4 separate regions of the Mus musculus genome follow, and all the other regions are linked to region 2. The links are chromatin contacts, called in public ChIA-PET and promoter capture Hi-C maps. All regions are on one chromosome and are shown on one strand. The core of a region is the stretch at or near the end of the contact, and the rest is flanking DNA. Distances in the headings are between cores, read along the strand shown. Region 1 holds the start of Klhdc1 (kelch domain containing 1). Region 2 holds the start of Vcpkmt (valosin containing protein lysine (K) methyltransferase). Region 3 overlaps Klhdc1 (kelch domain containing 1). Region 4 holds the start of Atl1 (atlastin GTPase 1).

What was found. Promoter capture Hi-C pulls out the DNA fragments that hold promoters and counts their contacts. ChIA-PET counts read pairs in DNA pulled down with a chosen protein or histone mark. Capture Hi-C pulls out chosen DNA fragments and counts their contacts.
Region 1: a promoter capture Hi-C map of liver shows a contact between it and region 2. The contact joins the promoter of Klhdc1 here to the promoter of Vcpkmt in region 2. A contact is called at or near these places in 17 of 39 promoter capture datasets (the C10 cell line, the HPC-7 cell line, cranial neural crest and 10 more), 1 of 484 Hi-C or Micro-C datasets (bone marrow-derived macrophages), 10 of 115 datasets of contacts at active chromatin or transcription factors (astrocytes, bone marrow-derived macrophages, effector CD8 T cells and 4 more) and 4 of 9 other capture datasets (adipose tissue, embryonic stem cells, liver and 1 more).
Region 3: an RNA polymerase II ChIA-PET map of memory CD8 T cells shows a contact between it and region 2, with 105 read pairs. The contact joins the enhancer-like site here to the promoter of Vcpkmt in region 2. A contact is called at or near these places in 17 of 39 promoter capture datasets (the C10 cell line, the HPC-7 cell line, cranial neural crest and 11 more), 1 of 484 Hi-C or Micro-C datasets (bone marrow-derived macrophages), 4 of 115 datasets of contacts at active chromatin or transcription factors (bone marrow-derived macrophages, effector CD8 T cells, large pre-B cells and 1 more) and 4 of 9 other capture datasets (adipose tissue, embryonic stem cells, liver and 1 more).
Region 4: a contact with region 2 is called in a promoter capture Hi-C map of embryonic stem cells. The contact joins the promoter of Atl1 here to the promoter of Vcpkmt in region 2. A contact is called at or near these places in 21 of 39 promoter capture datasets (the 3T3-L1 cell line, 3T3-L1-derived adipocytes, the C10 cell line and 13 more), 11 of 484 Hi-C or Micro-C datasets (the G1E-ER4 cell line, cerebral cortex, cortical neurons and 3 more), 3 of 115 datasets of contacts at active chromatin or transcription factors (embryonic stem cells, memory CD8 T cells and pancreatic cancer cells) and 2 of 9 other capture datasets (adipose tissue and liver).

The regions. Positions count from the first base shown.
Region 1 is chr12:69,240,577-69,243,348 of GRCm38.p6, forward strand. Klhdc1 (kelch domain containing 1) reads left to right here and starts at 1,256. Exons shown (of 13, transcript NM_178253.5): 1 at 1,256-1,437. The coding sequence starts at 1,342.
Region 2 is chr12:69,581,706-69,584,405 of GRCm38.p6, forward strand. It overlaps Vcpkmt (valosin containing protein lysine (K) methyltransferase), which reads right to left and starts at 1,312. Exons shown (of 6, transcript NM_001033236.3): 1 at 1,016-1,312; 2 at 815-925; 3 at 571-640. The coding sequence starts at 1,281. Sos2 (SOS Ras/Rho guanine nucleotide exchange factor 2) reads right to left here. Exons shown (of 23, transcript NM_001135559.1): 23 at 2,056-2,700.
Region 3 is chr12:69,256,750-69,259,449 of GRCm38.p6, forward strand. It overlaps Klhdc1 (kelch domain containing 1), which reads left to right. Exons shown (of 13, transcript NM_178253.5): 7 at 1,274-1,357; 8 at 1,820-1,878. Among named protein-coding and RNA genes, the nearest start is that of Klhdc1, 16 kb to the left of the region's middle. Within about 2 kb of position 1,287, at least 52 of the 459 cell types and tissues checked have an H3K27ac peak or open chromatin away from gene starts, as enhancers often do. A contact at or near this core is called in effector CD8 T cells, memory CD8 T cells and pre-B cells, where this site is marked.
Region 4 is chr12:69,891,608-69,894,505 of GRCm38.p6, forward strand. It overlaps Atl1 (atlastin GTPase 1), which reads left to right and starts at 1,498. Exons shown (of 15, transcript NM_178628.5): 1 at 1,498-1,737. Map4k5 (mitogen-activated protein kinase kinase kinase kinase 5) reads right to left here and starts at 1,556. Exons shown (of 32, transcript NM_201519.2): 1 at 1,046-1,556. The coding sequence starts at 1,153.

The DNA of each region.
Region 1 (2,772 bases), core at 6-2,505, 340 kb before region 2:
GCTAAGTTCTATGTGTCTGTCAAATTGCCTTCTAAATAGTTGTCTTTATACCCGTCCACTAGTGTAGTTGTCATCTTTGGTCAATGAGGTTTCTGTTTTTAAATGGGCAGTCGTTACTGTAGAGACAACTGGTTAAAAGTGCTATTGAATGTCCAGCCCTAGAGGGGCATCCTACCCAAGCCTCAGGGACCATCGTGGAAGGTGGAGGGGCAGATGGCAAGAGGTGGTGGGTTGTAGAATTATCACCGCGATTTAGGGTTGGGGGAGGGGCTCCCTGCCCTCCGTGGTTTTAAAGGCAGTTAACAGTTGCAAGGAAGGGGGGGGGGTGTTTCAAGCTCCCACCCCCAGCTTTTGTAGGCAGTTAACAGTTGCTAGGCAGAGACATTTTATTCAGTGGAATAGCTATGCTCATGTAACTGTAATTAAAATCATTGGTTCTTCAAGGAAGACTTGAGGTTCGCTCCTCTCCCCAGAGAAAATGTATACAAGTGGGAAATGAAAGATGCAAGACAATAATGTTTCCTTTCGTGTTTAGAAAAGGGGAATTGTGCCTGTGTTCCCACATAATATCACCACGAAGAAATAATAGAACACTCAGTGCCTCAGGTACCAACACCTTCTACAGCGATTAGCACGGAAGTACACGTGAAGAAAACCAGGGACACCCAGGCCCTACAAAAGCAAAAAAACCTCATATGCGTCTTGAAACCATGTATTACCGAGGCTGAAGCAGAACTGGCATTGGAGCACTGCTCGTGTTAAAAAATGATCTCTCTCACACACACACAGCCAGGAGGATGCTCAGGTCAATAAGCTGGCCCAGTTGGGGTTCATAAACCCAATACTTTGTACAGTTGTGAGAAGAAGAAGAAAAAGAAAGCTCACTTTCCAAATGAACACCATGGAGCTGGAGAGATGGCTCAGAGGTTAAGAGCATTTGTTCTTGCAGTGGACCCAGGTTTGATTCCCAGCAGCCACATTTCACAATTGCCCATAATTCCAGGTCCAGGATGTACACCATACATACATACATACATACATACATACATACATACATACATACAAGCAGAACACTCACATACATAAAGTAAGTTCATGAGAAACCATTCTTGATTAATAGAGCCCTAAGAAGCCCAGACAGTGGCTGCAGAGAGGCTTCAGGGAGAGGTTTGCAGTGTCTTCGCAGCGCCCGGTGCTCCCGGGAGCGGCCAGGCCCCGGTCCGGGGCGGTGGCCGCGCAGACGCGCAGGTTCCTCGGTTCCGCCTCCGCCAATCTGGACCCTCCTCGCGTTCCGTTCGCGCGTGCGAGCGGGCGCCGAGCTGGCTGGGCCCCGGAGGGCGGATGGCGGACCCGCAGGCGTTCTGCGTGGCCGAGGAGCGCAGCGGCCACTGCGCAGTGGTGGACGGACACTTCCTCTACGTGTGGGGGGGCTACGTGGTAAGGGGAAGGGGCGGGCGCTGGGGCGGCGCGGGAGCGGAGGCAGGGGGATGACGGCCGGCGACGCAGCACTCCCACAGGCTCCCAGGCGAGCCGCCTGCCGTGCTGCCCACATCGCTCCCGCTCCCAAAGCCACAAAACGGGGTTTCGGGGTGCGTGACCCCTCCAGCCTCCGTGGCTCAGGACTGGAGAGGACCCCAGAACGTCGTGCCGCGTTGTTTGGTATCATTGCCACCGTGCTACTCAAAATACGGAAGTCACCAAGCAGTTAAATTTATCAGCTATTTTTAGTGGCATTTCTTTGCTAATTAAGTACCTCTGGAGTCTCAAAATAGATTCGTATTCGCAACACTCCACCACAGAGTTTTGTGGCTGAAAATTCGTATTGCCATGGCGGTTGGAATGTGTGTTTGTTTTGTTTCTATGATCGTAGGATGATAACAAGGATTATCGAGTTGGAAAAATAATTCAGGTGTACCTGCCCACCCCGTTTGTTTACAGATTAGAAAATAAGCCCTACGGAATCTCTTCTGCAAATAGAAGATAACATCTTCTGACCTCCTCAGTGCCCTTAAATGACAGACCTGTAACACAACGAAATAAAGTGCATACTGTGTGTGTTAAGAATTATCAGGTCCGAGTGGGTTTTGTTGTTTTGTGTGCTTATTCCTAATTTAGTGCAGTATAAGTAAAAAAGAAAAAAAGAAAAATTGGTTTTTTGTGTGCCAACTATATCTGGTATGTCCTAATCATATGGGATTATCGACTAGGGTCTAATCTGTAATGTTAATTTTTAAAATTTATTTTATGTACATGAATGTTTTGCATATATACATGTGTGTGTATGTATATATGTATGTGTGTGTATATATATATGCATCCTGTATCCATGGAGGTCAGAAGAGGGTGTTAGGAGCTGGCATTACAGATTGTGCTGGGAATCTAACCCAGGTCCTCTGCAAGAGCAACCAGTGCTTTTAACTACAGAGCCATCTCTCGTGCCCCACATCTTCATTTTATAAAGAAAGGCATTGACCCTTCAGTGGTCATGTGACACTGGGGGCTGCATTCTGGAGCTTTATTTTGCTTTGTTAATTATTTGAGACAGGATCTCAGACTGCAGCTCACACTGCCTGGCCTGGAATTTCATGTGTAGCCCAGGTCAGGCTCGGATTCAGGATAAGCATCCTGTTTGTGCCTCTCAGGTGTTGAAACAAACAGGAGCATGAGCTACAGCTAGCTCTCCCATCCAGAAACAAAACCCAACCAACCAACCAGACAAACCCACAGATCTCAAGTACCATAGGCTGGCCCTGAGCGTCTCATCCTCTGGTT
Region 2 (2,700 bases), core at 62-2,561:
TGCTCTTAACTGCTGACCCTTTTGATCATCAGTTGGCTCAAGGCATCAACTTAAAACTAAATACTGTCCAATACTGCATAAACTGATATGGGAAGAAAATCATTCCACAAGTCTAATAAAATGTTGTCACTGAGAATAACTAATTTTGGAGCGTCTCACTCTGTGCTGGCCTAGCATTCATGGCAATTGTGAGTGCTAGGATTCTAGGAGTGAGCCAACCTGCATTTTAATTAATTTCCAAAGTCACAGTTAGCAGTCAATGGGAAAAGAAAAACAAATGAACAAACAGACAAACAAACAGAAGGTATCTTAGTTTTCTAGAATATATGCAAATCGGAAAATCCTTTTAAATTTTTCCAAAAAGTCTCCAGTAGAATGCACGCAAGTTTTCTCAACCACCTCGCACAGGCAGGCCTGTATGCCTATCCTGAATTGTGCGAATGTGTTGCCTTTGATAGTTTAACTTCTCTTTACTGCCTCATCATCTATAGAACAAATATCCCACACCTGGAGGTGTTAAACCACGGAGAGCTGTGGGCTTTCGGACACACCAGTTCGACCACTACTCACCTCCTCATAGTATATACAGTCTGCCATCAATATGTAGTCTGGTGACATCAAGTCTTCTATGTCTTCACCCCTTAAAAATGTCAAACGTATGTCTTTAACTGATGCTCTGACGATTTAAAGTGTTCATTTTAGAAACGAGAAGCAGAAGGCTCCCCTCATATTAAGCAAGCGTTGTGTAAAATGCAATTTAAAGCCCATGTAAGCGATCGATTATCTTAAAAACAAGCTGAAAGGCCATACAAACCATTTCAGTACCTTGGCTTGAACAGAACCAGTCACAAGATGCTTGTTCATATCAATATTCATTTTCAGCAAGTCCTGCAGCTCTTCAAGATCAGTGACTATAACATCTGCCCTAAAAAAACAACCTCGTTGAGGTACAGGCGCAAGGCTGCACGCCGGTGACCTGATGCTGGGCGACCAGCGCCTTCCCGCCAGCTCTTACCCGAGGGTCGCAGCCATGAGCCCCACGGCCCCCGTGCCGGAGCCCAGCTCCAGCACCGAGCGCCGACTCAGCGCGTGGGCCCCGTCGCCAGAAAACCCCGGCGTCTCCAGGTATTTGGAAAGGACGATGGCGGCGTCCCACACAACGCAACCCACGCCCCCGGAGCCGTACTGCTGCAGCCGAAGCACTGTCCCATCCCGCTTCTCCAGAACCCGCACAAAGCTCCACAGCGGGTCCTCCACCTCCGGCTCCACGGCGGCCGCCATCCCTGCCCCGGCCCGCCGCAGGCTGCGGCACGCGGTAACGTCACGCCCACGCAGCACCCGTACCTCCCAGCGGCAGGGCGGCTGCCCAAGGCGCATGCGTGACTCTCAAAGTCCGCAGGAAGCAGCAGAACCTACCCAGGAGTGGCCCAGCTGCTGCTACAATGATAGGCACTTTAAGAAGCAAAGCGACCGACAGTGCTTATACATAGCTGGAGAACGGCTCACACAGAGCCGCTGGCGATAGATCTAGGCAGCTACCCAGGTCCTATCTAAAAATGGTTATATTCAAGAAGTTTTCCTACTGTGCTTCCTTTTCATATGAATGCATAAACGTGGTGGCTGGGAACGTGCTACTTGCTTTTAATGGTAAAGAAAAGTTAGTCCTTTTACATCCCACGGGGCCAAAAGATGGCCAGCAAGACCAAGGACTCACATAGTAGAAGGAGAGACCTGCAGGTTGGCCTGTCACATTGGATCTCTAGTATGAACACACACACACACACACACACACACACACACACACACACACGTAATAAACAGATGATAGCTATTCGTTCTTCTAGATTTTTTTCAGCTTTGTTGTTTTTTGTTTTTTTGTTTTCAGGATGGCCTCCTGTATCCCAAGTAGGTTCAAACTCTTCATACTCTTCACGTAGTCGAGTCGCCTTTAAGTCCAGATGCTTCCGTCTAACCTCCCAAGTTCTGCGATTACAGGTGCTCACCACTATTCCCAGCTTCTCCTTGCTCTTTGTGATGAAAAACAATATTGCAAATCTTTTACAAATTAAGACTGAGGTGATTTATTAATCTTGTTAAGAACTCTGATACAAAGCACAGTAAAAGGCCACAGACCAGTAGATAAACAACGTGGCTTTTGGCTACTTTACAATGGCTGCTACTGCACTATCAGCATAACATACATACCTTGATCACTTTGAATGATAGTATCCAAATGGCAAAGCTTTATCCTGATTAAAAAATTTAATAAAGCTTTTTAAAGTATTTTCTGTTTAAATATTACTAATCTGGAAAAACTTTTCAAAAATTTCAGTTAACACGAGATTAAAGACAGTTAATAGGTTTGACAATGGCAGTTGGTTCTTATGCCATAAGACACTTTTGTTCCAGACTTACAAATTAGTCAAATAGCAGATTGTATTATAGGCCTCAAGTCACTTACATTTATAGAGGTTATTAGCATTATCTTTAAATATATACAATATAAATAAACTGTACATATATGGCATATTAATTTTGTCTTCCCAAATAATAGGCAAATCATTAGCTAAACAATGATTAGCTAAACACCATACACTGCAAAACAAAAGGCACATCTTAATGAACACATGCCCTTCTTCTATAATCAGGTTATGTAGAACTGTTTATAATTTTAACAAAATAATAAACACAGTGCATTCT
Region 3 (2,700 bases), core at 37-2,536, 320 kb before region 2:
TAGCTTAGGTAGGCTAGCCTTGAACTTCTGCCTCTACCTCCCTGGCGCTGGTATTACAGGCATGAGCTAGAGGATCATTCTTTACCTGTCAGTGTCTGTGTGAATTATCAGAGTTATTTTTAAAATTCTTTTAAAACAGAGTCCGTGAGCCAGCCAGCCTTCCTTCCTTCCTTCCTTCCTTCCTTCCTTCCTTCCTTCTTTCCTTCCTTCCTTCTTTCCTTCCTTCTTTCCTCCTTTCTTTCCCCCCTCCACCCCCCCCTCTCCAATCCTGAGATCAAACCAGCAGCCTTGTAAGAACTGGCCTAGCACTCTCACTGAGCTGTATCCCAGACCCAACACTTGTGTTTTTATATGAGCTACATGCAATTCTAACATGGTAAAATACATTATCAATATTATTTTATTTGTTAGAAATCAAACACAAATTCAGATTTGTGTAAACAGTAGAAAGCAAACAGAATCAGCATCTTTTAAAGATTTGTTTTTATGTTATGTGTTTGGGTGTTTTGCCTGCAGGTATGTATGGGCAACATGTGTGTGTATTGTCCAAGGAGGCTGGATTCCCTGGAACTGGAGTTAAAGGAGGTTGTGAGCTGATATGTGGGTGATGGGAACCGAACCCGGCCCTCTGCAGCCTCTGCAGGAGCGAGCGACCAGTGCTCCTGACCACTGAGCATCCCTCAGCCCTAGGAATCAACCTTTTAAAAAAAATGGTTTTCTCTTAATTTAACTATTACAGAGGCAAAGCTTAGTTCATTATTACCAACTAGATTTCAGTTATTCAAGTGAGACCGAAACATCAGAACTTCATTCAAGACAAAGTAGAAAGGAGTTTTTTATTCTAAGAATTTTAGGAAATAGGAAACAAACATACAAACAAACCAAAACAACAACACCAAAAGTAAACCAACTTCCAAAATGCAAGTAGGCTTTTGTCTAGGAAAGAAGGGCTTCTTGGGTTTGCCTTAAACTGTCAGCGAAGCTGTTTTGTGAATTTGAGAATTTGGGGGGCCATTAGTAAATTCTTAGAGTCTCTGAGATGCAATATTAGATCTATAGTGTGAGGGGAGGGGAGAGGAGATGAAAATGTTTTAATTTATTTAAGATTTTTATATTTCTGGATGAACTTTCTGCACATTGATTTTGTTGGGTAGTGGGCATTTCAGGGCGGAGGGGTGCGTCTTTTCTTAAAGAAGCTATTTGTGGTTATGGCACAGGATGTGGCTGGTACGGCCGTTTCAAGTCTGTCTTCTGTTCTGATCTCTGCTTGCAGGGTGGAGTTCCACCACAGCCACGAGCCGCGCACTCATGTGCAGTTCTGGGAAATAAGGGTTACGTCTTTGGCGGACGTGTTTTGGTCAGTGTTTTCAATGGAAATGGTATTCTCATGGGTGATGTTTATAAACGCTTGTGTCTGATTCTGTGGAGCAGCTGAACATGCAACTTGCCCAGAGATTAAGCTACACACAGGACTGAGTTTTATTTATCTCCTGTTTTCCGAAAGAGACCCTCCGCATGCTGCCGCAGATGTTTTTTAATCACATTTTAGTGTGGAAAGCCCTTCACTTGAGTGCAGTGTCAGGAATGTTTAATTCCTACCATCCAAGCTCTTTTAGTTTAAATCCATCTCCTTTCCTGCTGACCCCGGGAAGTTCCATGTTGATTTTCTTGATGCTTAGAATTGATGTTCAGTGCTAAGTTTCCAGGGCCAAATAGAAAGAATAGGGCAATCTGTGCTTGATCTGAGCTTGCTTTAGAGCTAACGTTTTATTCCATGAAAGAGTTAAAACCCTGTCCAATTATCCTGCTTTTATTTCAGCAAACCAGGATGAATGACCTACACTATCTAAACCTAGACACCTGGGTCTGGTCTGGAAGGTCAGTCTCAGATCTGGGTTCCAGTTTGTAGGGCTGGGTGTGGGCTGGTGTGCAATCTGTCATAATCCAAGCCTGGGTCTCTAAGACTGAGTTGATATTTTTTCTTTGGGTTATATATCTAAACAAGAAATATGAAATTTAAATTTTCTTCCTTCCTTCCTTCCTTTCTTCCTTCCTTCCTTCCTTCCTTCCTTTCAAAACAGAATCTCACTGAGTAGCCCAGGCTGGCCTTGAACTCTGGTTGTCTTGCCACAGCCTTTCAAGTAAAAGTGACAGCACACGTGGTAGAAGAAGTTTTCCTGAGGAGGAGATCTACAGTATGCTGGATATACATAGTGGAGCAGTGCAGCAGGGCATGCCTTTCTCCCAGCACTCGGGAGGCAGAGCCAGGCAGACCCCATGAGTCTGAGGCCAGTCTGGTCTACTGAGCAACTCTGAGCATCATTTATAACTGAACTATTTCCCTTCCCCTTCCCCTTTCCTTCCCTCTCCTTCCTTTCTTCTTCCATTCCTACTTCCTATTTCTCTTTCCCTCCCCCTCTCCTCTTCCTTTCTTTCCTAGCAAAAATTCTGTATATAGCTCCAGCTGATTTTGAAGTCACTGTGTAGCCCAGGCTAGCCTCAAATGCATGGTCTTATTTCAGCCTCTTGGGTGCTGGGATTACAAGTGTGCACCTCCACTCCCAAGCTCAGCTTTTCCTTTAAGATCTGAGATGACTGTAGTGGTGAACACATGGCCCATCATGGCCGAGGCAGGAGCATCGTGACCCAGAGGCCAGCCTGGCTACTGATGAGACTGTCTTGGGAAAATCAAAAATCTTT
Region 4 (2,898 bases), core at 248-2,747, 310 kb after region 2:
CTCTGCCTCCTGAGTGCTGGGATTAAAGGCGTGCACCACCAACACCCAGGTCAAAAATAAGCTTTTTCTTAATCCCCATAAGGAACTGCACTAACTCTGCCCCTTTGGGACAAAGAACAAAAGCCATGAGGGAATATTGGACAGTGTTTTCCTCTGAACCCTTCAAAAACTTAGCAGACTTAAGAAATCGGTTTGCTTTGCTATGGCATGTTTTTTGTTGTTGTGTAACGGCAGATTACAAATTTATTATTATTTGTCTTAATATAAGAGACCAGTAAAAAGGGTAGCAGTAATTATCCACTCATGATTATGGAATGCTATAAATCCCATAGAGAGGAATTAGTTTAGTAGGAAAACCCCATAAGTTATATTCATTATTATCAACCAGATACAAAATGCCTAAACTTCTGCCAGGTGACAAAGGTCTTCCTCTAAATATGTTTAAATTTCATTACACTTTGTTTATTTCCTGGGAGTGTGTGAGTGTGTATGTGTGGGGGATCCGTGCTTCCACCAAGAGAATCCGGGGACCGTTCTGGGGTCCTAAGTAAGGTTTGGCTCTAAGGGCCTTTAACACCCTGAGCCACCTCACCGGTCCCCAAAGACATCTTCCTACAGGCTGTCATGTTTACACACAAATCCTTTTACTCCAGAACCAGATTACTTACAGTTGACAATTTAGAGTCCGGTTCCACAGAGATTTTTTTCAAGGCAAGTTCACCCAAACCAGTACAGGACGCAAAGGTCTAGATTTACAATACTCTTTCCTATCTACCGCCTTCCGCGAAGCATTTTCCCCCCACATCAACACCAAACCATCCTCCGGAATAACTTCAATACCATAAATACGCCTTAAAACCACAAAAAAAGCTCAGCCGTGGTCTGGAAGGTGCGGTTAAGTCTGCCGGTCGCTAGCCTTAGAACCGATGGGGAACCCAGGGTGCTCGGAACGGTGCGGCGGGCTCCGGGCCGCTTCCTGGCCGGACGCTGTGGTCCGGCGCATCCCGGGGGTGCCCCACGTTCGCAGGCCGGGCCGGGGCCTCACCTTGTACACGTCCCCGTAGGTGCCGCTGCCGACCCTCTGCACCAGCTCGTAGTCGTGCTGCGGGTTCCGTCTCAGGATGTCGGCGGCAGGCCTCAGCGGGGCCTCCATCTTCGCTGCGCCCAGTCCGGGGCTCTGCCCGCCGCAGCCGTCTCCCGCTAACGAGGGCGCGCGGCGCTTCCCAACATGGAGCCTCGGCTCGCAGCTGCGCCTGCACCGGCGAGAGCGAGCGCGGGGGGCGTCACGGGGCGCAACCCCGGCAGCCTCCGGGCCTCGTCGGTCCCGCCAGGCCCCGCGCCGGCCGTACCCGAGAGGCCGTCCGTTCTTGGCCGAGCGCCGGCGTCGGAGACCCGCGTCTTCTCCGAGACGGCCGTGCGCACAGTCGCCGCCGCACCACGTTCCCCACCCGCGGCTGCGTCACCGGGAGACACGTTCGCGGCCGGCGCGGATCGAGCCTGGCCCGCCCGAGAACGCAGGCCGCGGGCCCAGACTGCCGCCCTGAGGCCCGCCGAGTGCACAACACCCTGGACGCCGCCGCGCCCCGCCTCCCAGCTGCTTGCGGGGCGCCGGAGGCGTTCGTGCGGCGTCTGACCCGCCCAGCCTCGGCCAGGATTCGCCCAGTGGCCGGCGGACTAGAGGAGGAGGGTCTGTCCGCAGGCCTCCGGAGCGCTGCCTTCTGCTTCCTTTCGGTACAGGTAAACTGAGGCCGCCCGGGCAGGAGGTGGGGGAGTGCCGGGTTAACTAAATGCCGGCACACCCGACTGCACCGTCCTGTTCCACACACTGTTCCCGGTGGTACCAGTTCCGAGGCTGGACCGCACACCTGCAGAACCTGTCTTCCACCAGGGTTTCCCAGAGCCATTTTTGAAAACCCCAATTCCTTTCGAAGTTTCTGTGGTCTCTGGGCATCACCGCAATATTGCAAGTGTTAATGGGAGGAGTTTTAGAGATGCTAAAGCAAAGCTAGGGACCTTTGTCTGATTCTGCTTCCAAAGTAGGTGATCTGGGACAAGGCATACGTGGCAACATCCCAGTGTCCTTATCTGTAGCTGGAAGAGGATAGGTTTTGCATTTGACACCCGAGAAATGTTTGTAAACCATTTTTACAGCATTGTAAAGAGGAGTGTAAAATGTAAGAGGCTTTAAAATGTAAGAGGCCTAACTAACAATGCCCAAAATATTGGGCAGGAGTTATGAGAAGTGATTTGGTTAATGTTTCAATCTCTTTTGTAATTTGAGTTCCAGTCTTGTTCTTAAGGTAGAAATGAAGTTGCCAATTTTATGTATACTGGTAAAGTTACTTCTAGAGTCTTACAGAGATTTTCAGTTGGAAAACCAGATAAGGACTGGAAAGATGGCCCAATTGTTAGCAGCACCGGCTGCAGCTCAGAGGTTGATTCCCAGCACCTGCGTGGCGGCCCACTCCTCATTAACTCCAACTTGGGATCCAGAGTGGGCTGGGAGGGAGGGCCAACGCCCTCTTCTGGCCTGTGTAGGCACCACATATGCATATGGTGCACAGCTGTACATGCAGGCAAAACACAAAATTAAATAAAAATGTAAGAAAATTGAAAAAACTAGAAAAAAAAACGACAACAGAACAAATTTCAGATGACACGTGACTCCAGACACACTCTAATTCTGTTTTGAGAAATAACTTCTTATAGCTAATAAATGAAGAAATTAAATTAACACCTTAACGGAACAGAGACTGTATGCATTTTCTCGTGATCCACACACAAAGAGCACTTATTTAGGGAACATAAGTAAGCCCAGACTTACATGCCCCAGGGACAAAGCCTGTGTGTGTGCTGCACTGAAAAAAAAAATGGTTGAAGAACAGTTCCTTCTTTGAA